Linked DNA regions of Mus musculus: region 2 is linked to region 1. A link is a contact called in public HiChIP or PLAC-seq data. All regions are on one chromosome and are shown on one strand. Each heading gives the region's core, a stretch centred on a gene start, on an enhancer-like site or on the middle of the called end of the contact. The rest is flanking DNA. Distances are from core to core; before and after follow the strand shown. Region 1 overlaps Gm32311 (a long non-coding RNA gene). Region 2 has its middle 14 kb from the start of Stk17b.

What was found. HiChIP or PLAC-seq counts read pairs in DNA pulled down with a chosen protein or histone mark.
Region 2: an H3K4me3 HiChIP or PLAC-seq map of intestinal villus epithelium shows a contact between it and region 1, with 10 read pairs. The contact joins two enhancer-like sites. A contact is called at or near these places in 13 of 39 promoter capture datasets (the 3T3-L1 cell line, 3T3-L1-derived adipocytes, the HPC-7 cell line and 8 more), 1 of 15 datasets of contacts at CTCF or cohesin (the NIH/3T3 cell line), 8 of 484 Hi-C or Micro-C datasets (beige adipocytes, embryonic stem cells, megakaryocyte-erythroid progenitors and 5 more), 7 of 115 datasets of contacts at active chromatin or transcription factors (the HPC-7 cell line, embryonic stem cells, extraembryonic endoderm stem cells and 3 more) and 1 of 9 other capture datasets (adipose tissue).

Annotation. Positions count from the first base shown.
Region 1 is chr1:53,734,612-53,741,695 of GRCm38.p6, reverse strand. All of the region lies in intron 4 of Gm32311 (a long non-coding RNA gene), which reads right to left. Among named protein-coding and RNA genes, the nearest start is that of Dnah7a, 31 kb to the right of the region's middle. Within about 2 kb of position 4,910, at least 6 of the 459 cell types and tissues checked have an H3K27ac peak or open chromatin away from gene starts, as enhancers often do. A contact at or near this core is called in intestinal villus epithelium, where this site is marked.
Region 2 is chr1:53,795,977-53,803,066 of GRCm38.p6, reverse strand. No RefSeq gene overlaps it. Among named protein-coding and RNA genes, the nearest start is that of Stk17b, 14 kb to the right of the region's middle. Within about 2 kb of position 5,061, at least 54 of the 459 cell types and tissues checked have an H3K27ac peak or open chromatin away from gene starts, as enhancers often do. A contact at or near this core is called in intestinal villus epithelium, where this site is marked.

The sequences.
Region 1 (7,084 bases), core at 3,661-6,160:
CAGCAGCAGATTCTGGTACAACATGCGCTGGCTCTCATGGTCCCAAGATATCCCAAAGACCTTCCCTAGAGAGAAGGTCATTGCCATGGTGTTTTGCTCAAGACTCAGTTTGGCCATGCCTGGGCTTCCAGAACTTTCACTCTTGGCTTCTCCTCCATTAGCATGTTACCTCTTTGTGATATTTCCTATAACTCAAAGTTAAGGTCTCTTTATGTCTTTGAGTTCCTACCAAGTATAGTTTGTGACAATGAAAAAAATCTCCAATATTTTTCTATATGGTTTTCTTACAAATACACACGCGTACATACCTACGGTCATACTATGTTTTTACATGGAAATGCAAAAGGTTTTCTTATAAAAAGTAAATCGATCTCCCAACTTGATGAAGTATATAGCTTCTTCTCCTTAGAATGTATTACTAAGGAAACTTTAAAAACCCTTCCAGTGGAGACAGCAAGCATAAACGTGGCCAGAATCAAAGGAAGAATCCTATGCCAACCCATGCTGTAGTCCACCCTTAGAATAAGAGGAAAAAAGGGATTATTTTATAATTAGTTCAGAGGATTCCACCCTCTGTGGTTCACCACAGGAATTTAAATTTAGCGATTATAATACCCCTTTGAAAGACCAAAGGAAAGATATATGCTAATTATCTCGATATTTCTAGCCAGATTGTAAAATGCAACTGGGTCACCAATTACACAGTTGCAAGTGTACAATCAGCCTAGTTATGCAGAATGACAAACAAATACAAACTATATTGGTGAAAATTTTCAGACAGACTTACTGAGCAAATGAGACAATAGGTTCTGTTGTATAATGTATACCCTAACCCCTTCAGTCTGTAAATCAATAATCACACATGAGCCTATAAGATTCTTTGTTTTTCTCTGGTTTCACCCTGGAAACCTTGGTTATTTCACACCCAAATTTCATAATTTGTATAACTGAATTAACTGTTTATATTGTCTTGCTCAAAGTCAAATTTTCTGGATGAAATATTATAGCTTATTTCTTCCTTTGAAGTTAGTTGTTAGCCCAATTGAATAGGAACGTGATTAGGTTCTAAACTAAGAGGTGCACAAAAAGGCCTCTGGAGTAAATGAATATTTAAGTAATCACAGACTAAAGACCATTGAAAACAAGTTTAAAGGTAGAGAAAGCGCCTGGCTATTTACTGAGAGGCCTTTTTGGCTGTTGTAACCTGTGTGAACACCAACTGCTTCTTTCTCTTCCAGAAACAGCAGCCATCAGCTGTTTGCTTCTTTGATTCGTTCTGGTCCTAATTCATTTAACACTAATGGTTAAGCATGAGACACTGCAAATGACCCTGTCTCCTTTCTTCCCAGAAGTTGAGTGATTACTCTGGCCAATGGCTGGGACTTTTATATTACTAAAGTTGTTAGAGATTTAATTACTTTGGCGTTGCTCCAGTATTCCTGAACAAACATGACAAACAACCCCACAATATTGGATGTAAATAGTCAGCCTCATTCTGAACTCTCTTTACAACATGTGTTGTTACTGAATGGGTGTTTGTATGTCTATGTGAAAAGTATTGTCTGTGTTCTGAGATATGTAATACATAAAGGTAAGAAAACTAAAGTATGCCATGAGTCAGGAGTTAGATGTGGCTCCTGTAGTTGTGCTGTTTCATGAACTTACATGTCCAATCTGCAAATGAAATGCCACTCTCCTTGGGAAGGTTGAGGGAGCAGAGACTCAGTTAGGTGACCTTCCAAGGTTATCTAATGAGCAGATCCTGGGATTCACCAGCACCCAGATTTTCCTGACTACTAATGCACATCTTCCTGCCATCCTCCCACCTCCTAGACTTTCTTTCTTCCTGCCTTGTAAGTATACGAAACAATACATTTTAAAAAGACGTTTGTTGTATGCTCTTTGCCCTTTGATCATACTAAACTGGAACTAAATTTTCCAGGAATCATTTTAAAACTATAGCAAGTGTGGAGGCTAATCACTCTTTGAAAATAGATAAATTTTAATTTTTGCGTGATTGAAAACTGAAAACATTCACAAAGTCAATGAAATCTGTAGCATAATATTCTACATTGCAACATGTGTTGTAGTACACAATGTGGTGTTAGAGCTGTGCACATGTCTCTATATTATCCATCTTTACTGTACACAAATAGGTATTGTACTGGCTGCTTCTATCTACATGTGACTTGCTACGCTTGAATCAGAGATTGATTAGTGTTGGTCTTCTTTAATCACAATGTGTGAAAAGTATCTGATAAGCATGGTTCTCATTGGAAGAAGTCCTCCAGGAGGGGCGAACAGCATTTGCTCTGAGGCAAGGAATGCCCGACTCATCCGAGGAACTGAGAGGTGGTAAGGGGAGAAGAGAGTGGTATGGGCAGGAATCAACTCAAGCTTAGTTTTTCCCTCAGGGACAAGGAGCTCTTCTTCCTAGAGTTTTAAGGTTGGTTTTGACATAATCATATTTCATGTTTTAGAGATCTTCTTATGGGCATATTGTGGAGGACTTGTTGATAAAGATCAAATCTAAGAAATGCCATGTAGGAACATGGTTCCGATCCTGGCAAGAAGATGGGGATGTGGGGCTGAGAGAAAATGATGGATTCCAACAAAATTTGATAGACTGAACTGATAAAGTCTCCTAGTTAGTTGGGTGTGCCCTATGGAGGAAACGTGTTCAGGATCATGTTTAGCATTTCTTTTTAAAGTGAGTTTGTATGCTTGTCAATTTAGTAACACAGAGTACAAAAAAGGAGGAGCAGGTTATGGACAAGACAGTTCAGTTTGTCTTGTGTTGTTGGGTTGCTGGCTTTTAAAAACATGGTTTAGAAAGCACAAATAGATAAATATAGGTGTTGTCTGCAGGAGAACAAGATGATGAGCTCAGATTAAGGAAGAATTGAGCAGGAAAGAGTTCAGGCCTGAATTTTAGTCGTATACTCTTCAATAGGATTCCACAAGGTGGGAGACAGAGTGGAAGGAAGTGATTGGAGGAACTATGAGAAGCTATATTCTCATGGAACATCTGCCATTCCCATCCAGAGAAGAAAGGCCATTCACTGGGTGTGTGGGGTATGTGCTGACATGGAAGGGCTGCTGGTACATGAAGTGTCTTTCTCTGTTGCTCTCCAAGCAACCTTCCCTATTCATGAAGTCTTAGCAGCCAGTTCTTTCCTTGTTAGGAAAATCCCTTGATAGACTAAGGTATATTCATATAAAAGTGAAAATGACTAAATGTAAGCTATTCCCCAGAAACAGGTGACCTTTCTCCAAACGTGGCCACAGAAGCATTGGAGATCTCGCACACTCTCACACAGCCTTACCACTCTCTCTGCAACCCTCTCCCCATCTCTGTTATGTCACTGCACAATATGTGTGAGCTGTCAAAATACATGTGGAAAGTTAAAGATTACTCTAGCTTGTTAGCTATTTTCATGCCCACATAGCGGGCTGGGGAGCATCTTGAGACCCTCTCCTTACCACCTGTTATATACCAGGCTAGGTTAATTACATTGACCTTGGAGGGGCTAGACTACATAAGACTATGGCAAGAGCTCTATGTGGGTGTCAATAGGAAAGTTACCAGTGCTGGTAAAGACTTTCTACTGTGGCTTTTTTTGTGGGGAGCGTCTGAAGAGACTCTAGCCAGCCTGAGCATGGTAAACATGGCTCTGGCAGATCTTGCCTTTCTCCTCTATCCCATCTGCCTTGCTACAACTCTTAGATTACAGTCCTAAAGCTAGCCACCAAGGTCTATTCCCTTATTTGGCCACTTTCTCCCACTGAGGCTGATTACCAAGGTCTAGCTATCAAAGTATCAAGTCCAGCAATCAAAAGCCTCCTTTTGGATGCCTCAGTTAACATGCCCAATCCTAACATCCTAACACGAGGGTCCCCCTTTTACCTTTATAAACTGCCATTTGCCTATGAGCTGTGTCTGTTTCATCTCTGTCCAGAGGCAGTCCTTTGTTCCTCTAGGACAAATAGCCCTTCCCTCTCTCCCTTGTTGCCTTCCTTTTCTCCCTCATCCTCTGTCTCCTGTCTTTGTCTCTTATTCCCTGGCCTTTGTCCCCCCCACCCCAGGCAAATAAATCTCCTTTGTGCTGAGAACTTAGTCTTGGGGTGTCTTGTGTTGAATACACATCCCTTCTGTAAGGAGGCCTGATGAACTCATTGGTTTCCTGGAAAAAAACTTTGGTAGAAATGTGGCTCACCTTATCTTTCAAACCTTAGGAGGAGGGGTAGATGTTCTTTACATCTCTCCCTGGAAAGAAGTGTTAGCAACAACGGCATTTATAGAATTATTAACCAACTTGTTATGACATACCTAACCTTTGAATGTAATTAACTCTATTGCATTCCCTAAATAGGGAGTGTTCTGTATTAGTTTTGGATTTATAGTAAAAGTCAGAGAACTAAGTTGAAATGTCTCTCATTGTTCTCTAGCTTGCTTCAGTGTTAACTCTATTGTCTAAATTTCAAGCATTTTTGAGTTGCAATCAGAAACTCTACCTGGAAATGGCAGTAAAGGTAACTTCAGCCATACTGAAGAAATGTGTCACTGAATGCTGCCTGGTGGACAGGAAAATTATTGCTTGAATATGGTTCACCTGTTATCTTATAGTAAATTTGTCTATGCTGTGAATAACTTCTGTTTGTTTGTGTGCACGTATTTGTGTTTGGGGGCATGTATAGGTGTGAGCCTGCAAGTACGAGTGCTTGAGACTAATATCAGCAATCTTCCTAGATCACTGTCTAGCTTATTCATCAAGGCTGGGTCCCTCAACTGAACCCAGAGCTAGCCCATAGCAGCTAGCTTTTTCATGGAATCCTGGCTCTACCTTCCTAGTAGTAGAATTACAGGCAGGCTGCCACACCCATTCAGTATCTATGTAGGCTATGGGGAATCTAGATCCCAGGAACCTTACTCAGTGAGCCATTTCCCAGCCCTGTACCTTATTTTATGAGATAAGGTCTGTCATTGAACTTGGAGTTGAAGATTCGGTTGGGCTATTTAGTGAATTCCACGATCCAGAGGAACAGGCTGCTAACTGGAAGTTCATATGGTGGCTTGGACTCTGGACTGGGGAACTCACTAATACTTCCAGAAGGCACTTCACTATCCTCTCAGACCACGATGACAGTTTTATGAAGGTATAATTCATATGTAATAAGTAGATCCACTTGAAGATTTAAAATAAGTGTCAATATTTTTGTTTCCTCACAGGCTTATGTAACCAACAACACTAATTCCAGAACATAACATCCTCCCCAATGAGAAATCCAGAATTTGCTACTAAACACATTTGCTGTAAACCTTCTTAGCCTGTGACAGCCACTAATCTATTGTCTGTCTATTAATGCCTTTCAGATACAGTTTGTTCATAGTTTAGCAGGAAAATCTACTCATCACTTGCAAACACAAGGCAACTTAAAAATGTGAAACTATACAAAATATAGAGACCTTTTGGCAAATTCTGACATATTCTTGCAATAAAGTACTATTGTCTTCAGAATGGACACGGTGTATGCTCTCCTCAGCCTTGGGTTATCGCATCAGTGGGACAAGCTCCATATGTATAATACAGTTTCACCTGCATCTACAAACACATACAGCAAAGTATGAAAAGATGCATTCATGCTATGCTTGGGGAGTGCCCTCACAATCCAGCTAAAGGCTTGGTCACCAGCCTGTGACACTATCAGGAGGTGGCAGAATAGTGGAAAGCAGTTAGGTCACTGGGGACATGGGGCCTGGCCCTTTCCTCAGTCCTTACCACTTGCTGTCATAAGGGGACAGTCCTGCTCAGCCACATGTCACCCGATACCCCAAGTACAGGGACAAGTGACAGTACACTGAAACTCTGAACTATACACAAATATACCTTCCCTAATTGTAAGTTGATTATCTCAGAGCTTTGCCTACAGGAGCAGAAAGCTGACTGTCTGATCCAGTTTTCTGTTTCTGTGACAAATAATTGGGAGAAACAATTTCAACGCGCTTGGGGGGGGTGGGGCAGTGCTTATTTTGTGTGTGGTTTCAGCCTGTGGAGAGCTGGCTAGATGGCTTTAGGTCTGAGGCAAGACAGTATGATGGTAACAAGAATGTACAGGACATTGGCTCCACTCATGATGCTTAGAAAACAGAAAAAGGGAACAAAGGATGAATCTAGGGACAGGATATGACTCTCAAATGCACACCTCCTAGGGCAAACTTCCTCCAATGAGGCCTACTTCTGAACTCTACCTTCCAATAATGCCACTGGATTATGAATCTAGCAGTGGACTAATTCACTGAAGATAGAACTCTTATAACCCATCAGTTTCTGAAAGCCCCACATATGAACACTGCTGCATTACAGACTGTGATGTGCCCTTCTCCTGGAGAGACAATTTTTCCCCTAGATAGAGCTTCAACCCAGACCAAAGAAACCATTGCACCCAACTAGAGGAGACTGAACTGATGATTTTAACTGGGGTTTCTTTCAGGTGCAATGAGTGTGAAATTATTTATAGGAACATGAGCAACGTTCAGCAGGCTGTACCACTGAAGGAAATGTACAAGTTTACGTACAGGTCTCATGGGGCATTTCACATGCAGACCAGAACAGAGAAAAGCCCAGGGAACTACTTCAGGCGTATAACCTGCATTCCACTGTGAGGACATTTTTTCAGGCTTTACAATTATCTATGATGAACAAGATTTTCTTTTATAACCAAGCGTTTTACTAGAGAGGTGGAAAATCATCTCAGCGGGGGCATAAGAATTGTAAAATTAAAATAATAGATTATCTTTAAACATCTGTGATGGTTTGGGAAGTCTGAGATGGTGTTTCATGACACTATATTATATCTCTTAAAATAAAGTCAGGAAATTAAAGTCATCTTTCCTCCGTAGCCATTTATCTTGGACTGCATTTCTTCAAGTGTTTAAGCTGCTTCTTGGAGGGCAGCTTGGAAAACTGAGGTACATTTCCTTGTTCAGAAACAACACTTTGTGGAGTTGGAACACCCCATCCATTTTCCAAGATCTGCAAAATCCTGATCAAAGACCAGTTTTGTTTTCTTACTGTTTTTCTTG
Region 2 (7,090 bases), core at 3,812-6,311, 61 kb before region 1:
GCTTTGGTATGTAAAATATGCACTTCAGTCTCTTCTCCCAGGGTCTGAAACCAAACACAATGTGTGACAAAGTTAGCAAATCTGTTTAATGGTGATTGTCACAGGAGGCCACAGGCCAGTCCTTAAGTATAATTAAACAGCAACTATGAAAATGAACACCATTTGGACATAGTTCCATGGACCCAAGCAACACAAAGAGTACAGTAAGAGTAAAGGCAACTGTATGACCGCTGACCAATGGGAAGAGTATCTGATATGGAAACTGCTTCTGCTCTATGCAATGCATTATGCTACAAAGAGTAATTCTGATATTTTTATTAAAAGGAAATATTTGGGGTTTTGTTGTTGCTGTTGTTCTTCTTTTCTAAGAACCAAGAGACCTAAGGATGGATGTAGCTCAGTTGGTAGAGTGCTTTCCTAATATTTGTAAGGCCCAGGTTCAGTCCCTGACAATGCATAAACTAGTGACAGTGGCATATGCCTATCATCTGGAGAGATGGGACACAGAGGCAGGAGGACCAGGAGTTCAAAGTCATTTATATAGAGAATTTGACAGAAGCTTGAGCTACATGGGAGATCTAAGGGGAAAAAATGAAAAACTCTTAAGACACCAAGAGAATTATAAATTAATGCAAAACACTTTAGCAAGAGAGCCTAACTCATGAAATGGAAGAGTCTCCAAGCCATTTCTGATGGTGCTATGACTGGAATGGCTTTTTTATTTTTTACTTTAAAACCTATTACTCAATTTTTAAAAACTTCATGATTAAAAATCATTACAAATAAAAATAAAATCACACACTGAAATTGACCAGACTCAAAGACTATATACAACTTAGAGCTTTTATATAGTTAGAATAGCCATCAGGAATGCAAGCTGTGGAGTTTAACTTTGGATTTCGCACTTTCATGACCAAATACATTTTTATGAACTTATCTACCACCCAAAATGAAAGAAAAAGTGTGACAGAATCAGAACAACAAGAAGAAATAGCTTTATATCCTCTTTCATAGCTCATTTCCATTACCTGCATTCAGTCCTTCTCCATTCTTTAATAGTGAGCCTTTTTTGTTCTCTTCTCTACATGCTATATATTGTACCCACATGTACACTTGGGTATATACATATACATATATGTAAATGATAAAATATAACAAAATATATTAAATATATAATATACGTATATAATAAAATATAACATATAATATATTTTATAATAAAATATCAAGTGCAATGTACACCATATTATATATAATATACATATATAATATACATATATGTACATATACATATTATATATTACACACTCAGCCTTTACATTTTAATATGCGTTAAACATCACATTACCTGGGCTACTGCTTAACCTCCATGCAGTTGATAATCCAGAGTTATTATTTACTAATTCTATGCCCTATCTTGGCTGCCATGGACACAGTTGGGTGCCCTCTGGGCCATGCTCTCCCAGCTCCTTCACATGGCGGCCATGCTTCTCTGTCCTGCACTCTTCTCAGGCATGGTGGATCTCCTCTCCTCCACACTCTCCTGGCATGGTAGATCTCCCTTCCTATTTCTCTCGGTTCCCAGCGCAGGAATCCTAACATCTCGCCTCTGTCTGTCATCCCCAACTATTATTGGCTGTTGGCATCTTTAGTTAGCAATCAGAACCAATTGGGGGCAGGTTCTCAGAAGCTACACCTGCAGATACTCTCATGTAAGCAATTTGGGGGGAACATAATTAGCATTTGTACCAAGTAGCTACAGAACATGAGTTTATTATGTGGTCTCACTTAATATTATACAGTCTAAGTCCATACAGTTCCTGAAATTTTAATGATTATTTTTCTTTAGAGATAAATAGTATTAACACACATACACACACACACACATATAAATGCATATTCCAAGTTTTCATTATCCATTCATCTGACAATGGACAACTGGGTTGATTCTAATTCCTTCCTATAGTGAATAAAGCATGAGATGCAACTATCTTTAAGGTAGAGTAGAATGATATATATGTGTGTGTATTTGTTTGTGCATTTATACTTAATTATATATACCTTAAAATAAAAAAGATTGCTAATGGCCAGAGGGAGATAAGCTAGTGCTAAAGACCTTGACCTTATGTATGGGTAAAAGAACATTTCACCATCTAACTCTTATGATTATTACATAGAAGGAAAAACATTTTAACACACACATGAAGAGGAAAATCTCATAAGAAATAGTTATTCTTCAGGTAAATTAATCTTCATTAATCAACTTAGTAAAATTGGGTTTGAATTCTGTTATTTGAAACCCAAAAGTCCTACCATCTTCATTCTATAAAAGAACGACTCACTCTGCCCAGCTAGCATGGAGTAATTGCTCAAAACTATACTTGAGCATCTATGGTGTAATAGCTCCTCAAAAGTATACCCAAATGGCTATGGTCTTATAGCTCACTTCCTGCATGAAGCAGTCACTGCCTCACCCATTCTCTTTTGTTGACAAGGCCATCTTTTTCCTGGGGGTTTGATCTCTCTCTCTCTCTCTCTCTCTCTCTCTCTCTCTCTCTCTCTCTCTCTCTCTCTCGTGAAGTCCTTCCTCAGCATTCTGGTCTTTTTACATCTAAATGGATCCATTTGCCTAGGTGACATGTTCAAGCCACATGGGAGCCACTGGGAGCCTGCTGATGTCTGTTAGTCTATTCTAGCCTTGGCTGAGGTTCTGATGCTTCCAATGCAAGATGGTCAGACACTAGAGCCTCCTTTTCCTGAACCAGAAACCACGGAGTTGATCAAACAGCTTTATCCAAAAACCAGATGAATTCTTGCTTTTCCTCTTCTGAGGACTCATGATGCCTGCTAAGACACCAAGGTATAAGTTTGTAAAACCAGGGCCTTCTTGCACCACAGTGACTGCTGGAATGAGGACTGTGACACCCGCGGTTGGCAAGGCTGTAGAACAGTGAGCATTCTCTGCACTGCCTAGTAGAGTGTAACTTGTAAATATATGAGGCTCTCATATAATTAAAGATACACATCTTTAAACTTTATCAACTCTATGCTTAAAATGTGAACATATTTTATATTTAGTAAGAAAGAAAAATCTTCTAAAAGTGAATTTAAAAAAAAGCACGGCCTTTGATAACTGGCAAGTCTATATCCTAGTGCTGTCATGTGTATGTGTGTGTGTGTGTGTGTGTGTGTGTGTGTGTGGTGTGTTCAGGTACATGCATGTGTTGGAGTGCATGTGCATATACGTAGAGACTACAAGGTGATATTGAGTGATATTCCTCAGGGATGTCTACTTTTTTTGAGATAGTATCCCTCACTAACTAAGAACTTGCCAAGTAGACTCAGCTGGTTGATCAGTAAGCCCCAGGGATCAGCTTGCCTCCCAAAGCGCTGGAATTATATACTTCTCAAGCACAGAGATTATAAGTTCATGTCATTATATTGGCCTTTTTATTTGGGTTCTGGGGATCAACCTAGGGTCCTGGTTTTTTAGCACATTATTCAGGCTAATCCATGATCTCACCCAAACCTCTGTCATTTGTTATACAGTTTAGTTGTTTGCTATATAGCTCTTTCTATTAAGACAGCACGTATGTATTACACTGTGTTGTGCTTGAGGAATATTTTGTAGCTACTTCCCATCCCTCTCTGCCCCAACATGCCAGTCTCATAGTTCCTGCATGTTGCCTTTGGGAGACTATCAGATCTCATTCCTATTTTAGGAATCAGTGATTGACTTACTCTAATCTAAAATGTGATCCATTTTGCTCTAAAGTATACGATCAATTCACCTACTTCCTCAGATCCCTTTGGGAACGTCAAGAAGTGAACTGTCCGTCCATCCATCCATCCATCCATCCATCCATCCATCCATCCATCCAAAGAACATTTATTGAGTTGGTATTTTGTTTCATGATAAGGGCTTGGGAACCTGCTGAGTAAAGTAGTCATATGCTTACATTAGGACTCCCGTCGGAGAATTTATAGTCTCCCAAGGATGACAGCCAATAAGGAAGTGTACATGTGATCACTAATTGTGTTTTTTAAGAAGTGCTATAAAGAAAAGGGAGCAGTACTGGACAGGAGAAAAAAATCGCTTCTCAGAGGATGCGACACGTAGGATGGGAATGGAAGGGGGAGGATCAGAGGCAAAGCTTCTGTAGCATCCTATCATTGCAGTCTCATAAACATCCAAATAATTACAGAGCACACATGAAAGGCAGAGTCTCTTCCAGGGAGCATCTTCTCATGGAGACTGAACAAGGTAACATCCACGCTGCTTCTCAGCGGTGTTTCCCCACCCCCACCCCCAACTCCGCCCCTCCCCCTTTAGACCTGAGACAGCCAGTTAAGTAGGTTTCCACTTCCATAATACATGTCTTTTATATAATGAGTTTGGAGATAGGACACAATGGGAAGGAAAAAGTGAGAACATATAACCTATACTTAGTGTGTACTCTGGAATGCTAAGGAGATGAGATTGGAAGCCTGAAATGAAAAACCTGTCTCCATTGACTGGCTCTGTAGCCTCAGACAGGTTAGTGAGCCTGAATTTGCCTATCTGAGACTACTTCAAACCTATGCTCCAAGAATTAATAAAATGGCATATACATTTTCTCTTGTGTGAGAAAGTATGGCAAACTTTTTTCATTGTATTCCAGAAGTGGTATTTGTTGTTGGTGGTTGGTTTTTTTTTTGTTTGTTTGTTTGTTTGGTTGGTTTTTTTTTTTTTTTTTTTTTTGTATTTTTATTACTGTAGAAAAGCTGGTTTCTATGAACAAGTAGATTCTTTTCCTCTAACCTTGGCTGCTGGTTTACAATTCTATTTTATGCTTAATATGACTATTTCAAAGGCAGATCATTCTTGACCTACCAAATCCTCCCTTACAAACTCTCAAGTGATCTGGGACAGGAGAGGGGAGAAAGCATGGCCAGACCAGTAAAGAACGTGTGATCAGTAAGGGGCCAAGGTTCAGGACTTGTGCTTCTACACACAGCTACACATGAGCCAGGAAGCCACACCTTTTGCTTGCTATCTGCTGACAAATTATGTTTTTCCTTTTCTCGTCTGCTATGGCTGACGTGTCATAGGACCTCCTAATATGACTCAGGGAAGGATGGGAGTGGGGGAGGAAAGCAGCCCAGACATCTTACCTCTGTTTACCCCTCCCTTAGGTGTACTCCTAAGGGCCTGCAGTCTTCAGCTCCAGGCAGAACCCTCACCTCTGATGGGCAGTCCACTTTTCTCATTTCTTTTCTCATCTGTGGAGTGGAATGTTAGGATACAATCATTCTAGGGGCTCTGCTCAAACCCTGCTATCAGAGGCTCTCTAGTAACCCTAAAATGTGGCACAGATTTCAGGTGCTATAATACTATATCCTGTGCCACATTCAGCATGTATGGCTGGCCTAGAAGTGGTTAGACCCTGTCAGGACTCAGCTACTCAACGAGGATTTTTCTAGGTCAATAAGTAACAGATAATGTCTCAGAGGTACTGCCTATTTATACTCTGCTAGAGCAGCCTTCTTAGAGGCCAGTTAGTAGCACTGAGAACCCAAGGGCTAGAAGGATGAGATAATTAAATTCTAACCAAATAAGCCTATTCTGATCATTTGTATAGCACTGAAAAATATATGTATGATGTTGCCTAGGTTAAACTGAACAATGCTCACAAAAGTAATAGGAACAGACCAAAAATCGTTATCTATTTATTTCTGCCGTTTCCTATTCTTTAGTGGGCAGAGAAGAAAGGCAGACATCCTGGGTGAGAGACAGGAAGAGGTAAAGACAAGTGATCTTACGCCTGTGTAGCTTCAAGTACGTAGAGATAAGAAGGCCCAGAGTGCACACATTTAGTTAGATGCGCCTATAACCTAAGTTTGCAGGAAGAGGTTATCACTGGCCATTATAAAAGCCTGCTTTTAAATATGTCAACTTGTTTTCAAGCTCACTTATGCTGGTTTCTCTCTTTCTGTTGTGTAGTGTCCTGTATACAAGCCTGTCTTCTGAGAACACAGGGATGCCCCCCAACATCAAACCTAACAATCACAGCGCGCCAAGTGAGAATAAGCAGTGTTTGCGCCCATGCTTATGCTATCTCTGAATTATTTCAAGACTTAAAAGCGACTTGAGTTTGCAGGACTAGTTCAGTTTCAAGCAGTAGTTCTACTTATGACAGAGGATGCCATGTGTAGTCAAAATTAATTTTAATCCCTGACTATCCAAGTTAGGATGAGATGGAAACAGATGAAAGACTTAACCATCTCACACACTCTTCACTCTTCAAGTTTAGCAGGAAGGTAATCTGAATTAAAAAGAGAAACTTTAAAATATATTTGCACAATCAAAGAAGGCAGAACCATTCCAGGCCCTAGCAGCTCAAACATTATATTGTATACATTATATTAAATAGTAACAAGAAAGAAACCTAGTAGGAGCCGGGTCTTGAATCCTTCCTGGATAATTAGCTACATTTGAAATCTAGTATGGTTTTCATGGTGCTCTTAAGCACTCTATAAAATGAGATTCTCTCACATTAGGACATCTCTGTTTTGATTGGCCCAGGAAACCTGGAGGTGCTTGAAATGATTTCTAACAAAGTACGCACATGGCTCGGCGGCGTCACCAGGTCTTCTCCTCAGAGCCTCTTGCTCATTTACAACTGAGAAGTCACACAATGAAAACCGTTCTCTCTGCAGGATGAAAGTTGGATCATAGTTCCAAAGCCTGGCTAAAAGTTTACTGCTGGATAGAATACCAGCATTTTTTTCAACTCTTGAGAATGTAAATGTTTTAATTTGCTTAAACAGGGTTTTTTGTTTGTTTCTTTTTTGTTTGTTTGTTTGTTTGTTTTATTAAAGGTTTACTTATAGAATTGCAGAAAGACTGATTGATATAAAAGAGATCAGTCAAGATTGGTAATTACTGTTGTTTGTAGGATCAGTCCACGCTCTTAATCACAATACTTGAACATCTCTGGATGAGTGGAAATTTAAAAGTACTGGAATGGGGAGCCACAGTACTCGATCAGGAGAGCCACAGTTGGGGAGAATAGCTACAAACAATATCCAAAGTCTTGCTTGCAGAAAT